Regions from separate parts of the Mus musculus genome. Here region 2 is linked to region 1. The links are chromatin contacts, called in public HiChIP or PLAC-seq maps. All regions are on one chromosome and are shown on one strand. The core of a region is the stretch at or near the end of the contact, and the rest is flanking DNA. Distances in the headings are between cores, read along the strand shown.

What was found. HiChIP or PLAC-seq counts read pairs in DNA pulled down with a chosen protein or histone mark.
Region 2: a contact with region 1 is called in an H3K27ac HiChIP or PLAC-seq map of extraembryonic endoderm stem cells. The contact joins the enhancer-like site here to the promoter of Pum1 in region 1. A contact is called at or near these places in 9 of 39 promoter capture datasets (the 3T3-L1 cell line, 3T3-L1-derived adipocytes, cranial neural crest and 5 more), 2 of 15 datasets of contacts at CTCF or cohesin (CD8 T cells and the NIH/3T3 cell line), 13 of 484 Hi-C or Micro-C datasets (the C2C12 cell line, the G1E-ER4 cell line, erythroblasts and 7 more), 14 of 115 datasets of contacts at active chromatin or transcription factors (the HPC-7 cell line, the SCID.adh cell line, bone marrow-derived macrophages and 9 more) and 1 of 9 other capture datasets (pancreatic islet).

What each region holds. Positions count from the first base shown.
Region 1 is chr4:130,661,675-130,665,780 of GRCm38.p6, forward strand. It overlaps Pum1 (pumilio RNA-binding family member 1), which reads left to right and starts at 1,647. Exons shown (of 22, transcript NM_030722.3): 1 at 1,647-1,793.
Region 2 is chr4:130,716,681-130,720,873 of GRCm38.p6, forward strand. It overlaps Pum1 (pumilio RNA-binding family member 1), which reads left to right. Exons shown (of 22, transcript NM_030722.3): 4 at 1,474-1,582; 5 at 2,493-2,671. Among named protein-coding and RNA genes, the nearest start is that of Snord85, 31 kb to the right of the region's middle. Within about 2 kb of position 2,596, at least 8 of the 459 cell types and tissues checked have an H3K27ac peak or open chromatin away from gene starts, as enhancers often do. A contact at or near this core is called in extraembryonic endoderm stem cells, where this site is marked.

The sequences.
Region 1 (4,106 bases), core at 397-2,896:
CAGCCAGGTCTTTACTGAGAAACCCTGTCCTGAGAAACCAAAAAAACCAAACTGAATCAACCAACCAGACAAACAAAAAAAAAAAAAAAAAAAAAAAGAAAGTAAAGAATTAACTATGGCTCTCAGGACGAAAGCATGGAGCCCAGAGTTGTCTGGTAAGAAGCTAAAAGGTGTAATTTTCTCATATCTGTCATCTTTCTTCCTCCTGTGTGCTTGCATACTATGGCTATTCAGTACTGTCCAGGGCCTTGGCCTGATGGAGCTAAATGCATTATCTACTTGATTTCACAAAGCATTGTTAGCAGTGTGGGAAATGAAGGTTCAGTTAAGGAATTTCAGGTCTGGTTACAAGCTGGCTTTCTGAATAGAGTATGTTCTTGAGTTTGAATATCGAGACCTGGTGGGGGGGGATGTAGCTCAGTTGTTTGGTAGGGTGTTGCCTGGCATATGTGAAGTCCTACATTTGGTATGTCTGTAGTAACAGAAGGAAGGTATGGAAGTAGGCTCAGGGGGTCAAGGTAATCCTTAGCTACACAGTGAGTTTGAGGGCAGCCTGGCTCTATGACACCCTATCTCAAAAACAGAAATAAAAAAAAAAGCGAGGTGGTGGTGGCATAGGCTGTTAATCCCAATACTCAGGAGGCAGAGGTGGGGATATCTCTGTGAGTTCTGAGGCCAGCCTGGTTTACAATGGGAGTTCCAGAACAGCCAGGGCTACACAGAGAAACTCTGTCTTGAAAAATCAAAAAGAATTTAAAAAGCCTAAAAAACCTAAAAAAAAAAAAAAAAAAAAAAAAAAAAATTGAACGGTTCTTGAAGGCAGAGACAGGTGGATTTCAGTAGGTTAGAGAGCAGCCCAGCCAGAGCTACAACAAAAGACCCTGTCACAATAAAAACCAAACCAGGGCTGGAGAGAGGGCTCATTGGTTAAGAGCACTGACTGCTCTTCCAGAGGTACTGAGTTCAATTCCCAGCAACCACATGGTGGCTTACAACCATCTGTAATGGGATCTGACACCCTCTTCTGGTATGTCTGAAGGTAGGACAGTGTAATCACATACAAATGCATCTTTAAACCAACCAACCAATCAACTGAAATGGAGTGCTTGCAAACACCTCTGGCTTCTAGTTCTCAGCTTAATTTGCTTAGTTTCCATCTTGATATTTCTAATGACCTTTGAACAAGGGTCCTGCCATTGTCATTGCGCTCCAGATCCTGCAAATTAGGTTGAGGTCCTGCCCTCCATCAGCATGGTCGTTCTGTTGCTCTTTTCTTTTGTATGTTACACTGGGGAAACGAGGCAGGAAAAGATGCAAAAAGGCCAGGAGCCAGAGGGCTAGAAGGGGTTCGAACCCAGACACTGGCCAGGCTGTGCCAAGGTTCAGGCACAGCCCCAGGTTGGCGTCCCCTCCCCCCCACGGCAGCCCGGGCACTCCGTGCGCGCTCCCGTGCCTCCCACCCCGCTCCCTCCGCGGCGGCGGCGCGCGCTCGCCCCAGCGGGCGGGCACAGCGGTTGTGTGGCCTGCGAGTTTCCCCGAGTTCACACAGGCCCTGCCGTTGGCATGGCAACCGGGCAACCTGTTCCAGAGCCGCCCGCCCGCCCGCCCGCTCCGCACACGCCGCTGCCACCGCCGGAGCTGGGGCCGGCGCCGGCGCCGCTCCCATGATGCACCGCGTCAGCCCAGTCCCCAGTGGGCCGCCATGTTGTCGGAGTGAAAGGTAAGGGGGAGCGAGAGCGCCGGCGAGCGAAGATCGGGGGGCCGGAATCCATCTTCATCCTACCGCTCCGCCCGTGAGTATCCGCGCCCCGGTGGCCCCAAACCGTGCTCCGAACCCCCAGCGAGCCGATGCGCCTCTCGTATTGGCGTTTGGCAGCGGTTGGCGGGGCGAGAAAGGGCTTAGAGACGCCGCCGGGCCTGGCGGAGGCACCGCGCTCGCTCCGCTCGTACGTGTTTGGGAGGCGGCAGCGAGGCCCTATTGTTATCCGCGAGGAGGGGGTGGGGAGCGGGCCGCGGCCGGGGCCCGGCTCGCCCGCGGCTGCCGGCGGCTCCGTGCCTCCGTTCGGCCCTGCCGGGAGTCCCTAGAGGTTGGTGTTGCCGTTCGGCTCGGCTTCTTTTTTTTTTTTTTTCCTTCCTCCCCTGCATTTATTTATTTATTTTTTGGATGGATCTGAGCAGCCCCAGGTCCTCTCTTGTGGCCGCGGAGTGGAGATTCTGTGGTCCCGCGGGCTCCTTGGACTTGGCTGGAGCTTCCGTGGCAGCGCCGAGGGAGGAACAATACAAGGCTTTAGAAAGCGGGCGGTGGGCCACGGTCCTCGGGCGAGCCCCCCATGGTGGTGGGGGAGTGGGCGATCTTGCAAGCCTTGAAATATGGAGAGGTGACCATCAGGAAGTTTCGGATCGCTTTTTAAGCGCCTGGGTTCCTTGTGGCCTTTTGTTTCTGTGAGAGCTTGTGTGTGTTTTCCTCCCCCTTGAGGAGGGGGTGTTCTTCCTCTCTGATCCTCCCTGTGTTGGTGTGCTTCCCTCTCCAAGGGGCTTTCAGCAGGTAGTAGGACAAACATGTAGATAGCTACACAGTGCTACAGTTTCGGTCCTCACGAACGCGGTGGGTAAACATGGGTCATTTGTTTGACTCGTCAGTACCACTCCCACGTTAAGGGAGGAACACTCCAGTAACTTTTCTCCAGTGAAGCTCACCCCTCTTCCCAAGAGCTCCCCTCCCACATCGCGAGGAACTCCCACATAGATGACCAGAGAAGGCTTTATCCCCACCATAACTTTGAAGGATTGTTCGTTTTCATTGTGCAAATTACGATAACGCTTCGTTACACTTGATCATTTTGCTCACCCCATTAATTACTGGGATTATTAAGATGATTTATGAGGGCTTTTGGGCGTTCAGTTTTTAAAGCCAGTTACTTCTGAAGGTAGGATTGTAGCTTGAGCTGTTTGCTTTGGTGTAAAAGTTACTAATGTGGCTCTCCTTTTAAGATAAGCAGCTTCCTTCAGGGTTTTTAGTAAACCATTTTGACCCTTTGCTCATTGTAACTTTGTAAAACACTAGGGGCTGCGGATCTTTATCTGAAGGTTTGGAAATACTGGATTCTGAACTTCTAGTATTTTGTCTTTCCACGCTTGAGTTCATCTTGTCTAAGGCCACAGCTTTTTGAAGTTGGGATTTGTTTAGTTTGAGTCTGTGAACTGCTTTAAGATAAATTTATGTCCACAGAAGGTTTGTTCAGTGTAGTAAAAATAAACACCTATCAGCCCTGAGCATCTTAGTGAATGGAGATAGATTAAACCATGCTGTTTTGTTTAAAGAAAAGTACTATTAGTGATATTAAAAAGAAAAAGTAAAAACAAACTCCACTGTGATCTTGACAGTGTGAAAGCTAGGAAGTACTAGACTAGGCTTGCTACTTCATTGCATTGCTTAAAATATTTGTTTCTAAACGATAGGTCATTTGCTTAAAAAAATCAAATTTTAAATACTGCACATAATTTCTTAGTGAGTGTTGAGAGACCCTAAAAGGTACCATCAGTTTCTTGTTTTCTGGTACTTAGGTGACAGATTATTAGTTTTTGTTCTGTCAGTGCCAAGATGTTACAGAATTCTCTCAGACACATGTTAGTGCTGAGGTGTTTGCTCACTTTTCAGTTGTCCCTCTTGCCAGGCTCTCCCGTGTTTGAGAAACTGCCTTGCCTCATTGGGTAAACCAGGAAGTCTCAGGGCTTCCAGACAGCCTTAAAGAGGCCAATTGTTTTGTTCTAATATTTTTGTAAGTGACCCTTCCCCAGTTATATTTTAGAATGAGATTGCTTTCAGGGACAATCTCTTATCATTTGCTTATTTATTTATTAGTTTTTGAGACAGGGTTTCTCTGTGTAGCTCTGGCTATCTTGGAACTCACTCTGTAGACCAGGCTGACCTCGAACTCGAGGTTCATCTGGCTCAGCCTCAGACTCCTGACTGCACAGCCACTGGCCAGCTAAACTCCCCCCCCCCCCCAACACACACACAGGGTTTCTCTGTGTAGTCCTGGCTGTCCTGGAACTCAGAAATGAGTTCAACTGCCTCTGCCTCCCAAGTGCTGGGATTAAAGGCG
Region 2 (4,193 bases), core at 1,346-3,845, 56 kb after region 1:
TTTTTTTTGTTTGTTTAATTGACCCTTGTATATTCTCGGTATCTCTTCTGGAATTTGACTATGATTTTGCTAATGTCCGATGCCGCTGAATACATTTCCAAGAAGCTGTTTGGTGGATATTGATGCTTCTGAGGGGAATTGCCACTGAAAAACAAGTTTGGCATCAGAAGAAAGAGGAGACGACCAAGGACAGTTTAATAGTAGTTCCCAGGGCAAATCAGAATTATCTAGTCCCGGGATTTCTGTCTCTTTGCTCAGCTTTATTCGGTCAACCTGTTTCTCCCTCTCTTTTTACCTCCTCTTCCCAACCCACTCCAGTTAATAGACCCCAGAACATTAAGGGACACTTGGTTGATGCTTTGATTTAATTGCCTGTCCTCGAGGCAGCTTAGCACTTGCATAACTCAATGTCAGACCAAAAAGTCTTTTTGTTGGGATCTATTTGAAAAAGGTAGCAACCATCTTGGGTTTGTGTAGGAACCTATGCTGTGGAATAGTTTGGGACTTTTTGAGGATATGGTAACACTAGGCTGAGATGGCAGTAGTGAGGCTGGAGAGCTGGGGTTTGGTTTAGACAGTTTTGATTTCTTTATTATGCTCAGATGTAGTAGCTAAATAAGTTGGAAAGTTAAACCTGTCCAGGAGGAGAGCAGATCTCTTGGGCTTTCTGGTGTTTTATCAGAAAGCTAGAATTCCATTTCTGGTATTACATAAGTCAGATCTTCAGTATGCCCGTTTATGCTCAGAATTAGTGATTACACATTATCTTAAACTTCTGAAATCCTGTCTGAGGAATAGTAGATATTAAAAAAAAAACAACTAGAGGAAACAAGAGGGAGACATTTTATTAAAATTGATGAACACACCAAGAATTATGGCAGTCTTCAGGAACTTTCCTCTGTAACTACAGCCACTGTTTCTTTGAAGTATTATTAAACCTAACAGAGGTCAAGAAATTTGATTTTCCTTCTGAAAGTAGATGAATGTTTTTTTTTTTCTCTTAAAATCTTAGAAAAGGTGGATGTGGTGCAGAGTTAGTTAATAGAAGTGGTGTCTAATATTCTGTAGCTGGGGCTCCTAGCTGTGTTTGTGCTCCTGCTTGAGTAACTGTGCTCAGTCAGTGCTTGTGCGGACAGTGTTAACTGTGGTAGGCACTCTCGCAGGTAGAGCCCTCGGAGCAAGCAGTTAGCTGTAGTAGGGCCATGTTTGTACTCTTACCTCCTCAAAAATCTTCACAACAATTAAGTGAACAATTTTAGATATTGATGATTAGTGTCCCCCTGCTTTAGGCATTTCTGTGTCCTTTACCAAAGAAGAATAGTGTTCTGATCATAGCTGTGTAGCCAAAACACTTTGATTGAGACCCTCAGGGTCTTTGAACATCTTCAGTACTCTTGTCTAAAGAAAGTGTTGACTGCTGTACTCTCATCCTTTATGAATTCTTTAAAAGCATCTATTATTTTTAATTTGCAGCAGCTCTTGCCAGGTAAAAAGTTTTGGGAAACAGATGAATCCAGCAAAGATGGACCAAAAGGAATATTCCTGGGTGATCAATGGCGAGACAGTGCCTGGGGAACATCAGGTAATCTAGCTCTAGCCTCTCTACTGTGATTTATGCCTGTCTTAGAGCTCCCTTCCTCAGCACTTGGCCAAGTCATGAATTTCAGATCAGTGGCAGAAGCACGCCGAGCAAATGTCCTGTCCTATAGTAGTATAATTGCCACTAAGGAGCTTAGATGATGTAGTATATTAAAAATAATTACACAAAATCAAATCTTCAATATTTTCTCAAGTGCTAGTCAAAGAAGAAGGGACTCATTTGAAGTGATCATGATTTTAGCTGCGTTTCCCTCTGTGCTGCTGTCAGCTTGCCTGGAATTGGAAAATCCAAACCCATACTTTGAACTTCATTATTCTTTTTTTCTTTTTCTCTTGATGTTTTATGCTATATATGCCGTAGTTATCTTTAAATGTGCCTGAGGTCAAATGAACTCACCCGGCACAGACACTCTTGTGATAGACTGCCACTGAAGAGGGTTGGGGAGAGCTGGTAGAGGCAGAGACACCAACAGCAGAAAGAAGCCACAGCTTCTAGGGATGGGGAAAACAGAAAACCCAACACTGGATAAACTGTATTCAGGACGGTGCAAACTGGAGTCCTCAGAACGATTTGTTGTCCCCCCCCCAAAAAAAAGATAAGGAAAAAAAGAACAAAAGAATTTCTGCAATTCGAAAGAGGTGACCATTGACTTTTCTACTTAGCAATGTGATCGGCTGTACTCCCTTGCTCTCCTAGATATAGGAGGGGTATGTTCTGTGTCCTTAGCCTATGTAGAATACCAGTGCTTATTGAAAGACCCAAGGGGAGACCTTGGCTCAGCTGACCATGGTGGGTCTCCTGATTCCCAGACATTGGTTTATCACGAGACATCACTCATAATTTGTTTGGGCTTCTGGCTGCACTGTGTCACACTTGTGTATCTTTTTTGTAGATCATTCAGTTTCCCAGCCAATCATGGTGCAGAGAAGACCTGGTCAGAGTTTCCATGTGAACAGTGAGGTCAATTCTGTACTGTCCCCACGGTCGGAGAGTGGGGGACTAGGCGTTAGCATGGTGGAGTATGTGTTGAGCTCATCCCCGGGCGACTCCTGTCTAAGAAAAGGAGGATTTGTAAGTTGGCTTGAGGAACTTGTTCCTGTCTCTTTCTTCCCCTTTCCCCCAAAGCAAATGTGCCTGTTGAGTTTCCTAGGTGCTCGCAGTGTTAGAGGGTGTTTTAGAACACTCCCATTGTAGCATACATGGAGCTCACCAAGCATGACAGGACAGGCAAACTGCACTTCAAAGATGGAAAAGTCAGGGCTTGGGTTTCTGTGGGCGGCAGGGGGGCGGAGGGCCAGGTGAGGGAAGCACTACAATCAAAGCCTCAGTTAATGAGTTAACAAGAAGGCATTCTTCACTAAAACAAAGCTCAAGAGAGAAGGACAAGTTGGGTATCTGCATGAGGTGCTGTCTTAGAGGAGTGATTGCCCGGCCACTACCTCAGAACCTTACAGAGGACAAGGCATGTGGCTCAGTCTTGGTTTTTGCAGGCTAGATGTGAATTTTATGGTGGCCGCAATTGAGCAGCTTTGTTTCCTATGCCTATGCTGTTGGGGAGCTTGCTTTTTTTTTTTTTTTGTTTTGTTTTGTTTTGTTTTGTTTTGTCTTTGTTTTCTGGTTTGGTTTTAATTCATTGCCACTAACCCCACATATAAATTCTGGCTGAATGGCAGCCAAAGCAGTCTCCTTGCCTACTGCCTCTTGCTGCTGAATCTTAGCATTCTTTCTGAAGCTTTGTCACCGCCTTTCTTGAAGCACATTCTCTATATTATCAGCTTTATAGATAAAGGAATCTTGGGAAATATATCTACTTGAATCTCCTTTTGTATTCTCTGGCTGATGTATGTTGCAGCTATCTGCCTGCCTTTCATGCCTAACTTGGTTTGTTCTGTACCCTTTTAGTCCTTTTCCCGGATGTCGTTGTGGCCTAAAAGAACCCGGTGGCAAATGTTTGAGATACCTTCTTCCCCCTTATCATCATACACTTGGTTTCACCTACACATGCGCTTCTTTATGTGCTGCATTTGTTACCTAGGCGCTACCCTTCTGTCTCCGAAAACTGTTTGGTTACAGTAGTCGGTGTTAGCCTGCTCTCTCTGTGTATTAATATTAAGCATGTTCTTGAGGGCTAGCCTTGTCAGAGCTGACCGGAATGCTTCTGGATCTTTTGACTTAGTTCAGACATAATGGCCTGTAAATCAAAAGGGAACTGCTTTTGTGCTCTTCTCATGGGGCTTCTTTGGGGCAGACAAGATTTATACTTTGGTTATGAGGAATGGGAGCAAGCCAAAGGATTGCTGTTTGCCTGTCTTCTCAAGAGAGCAGTGGAATTCTATTTTCTTCCTTCTTCACACTTTTATTTGATTTCTTAAGAGAAAGTACTGCCTTATAAATACTGCCTCCACTTTAAGTTATTTGCTAGAGAAAAACTAGTGTGCTTCATTAATGAGTTGCTGGTATGGTGGCCAGGAGCCTTGATAACAATGGCTGTGAATTCTCTGACCAGTTTCTAGTTTGTTGACATTAGGCACAGGCACACATCTGGACTACTGTGAAGGTTGTAGGAGGCAGAAAAGTAATTTGAATTAAAAGG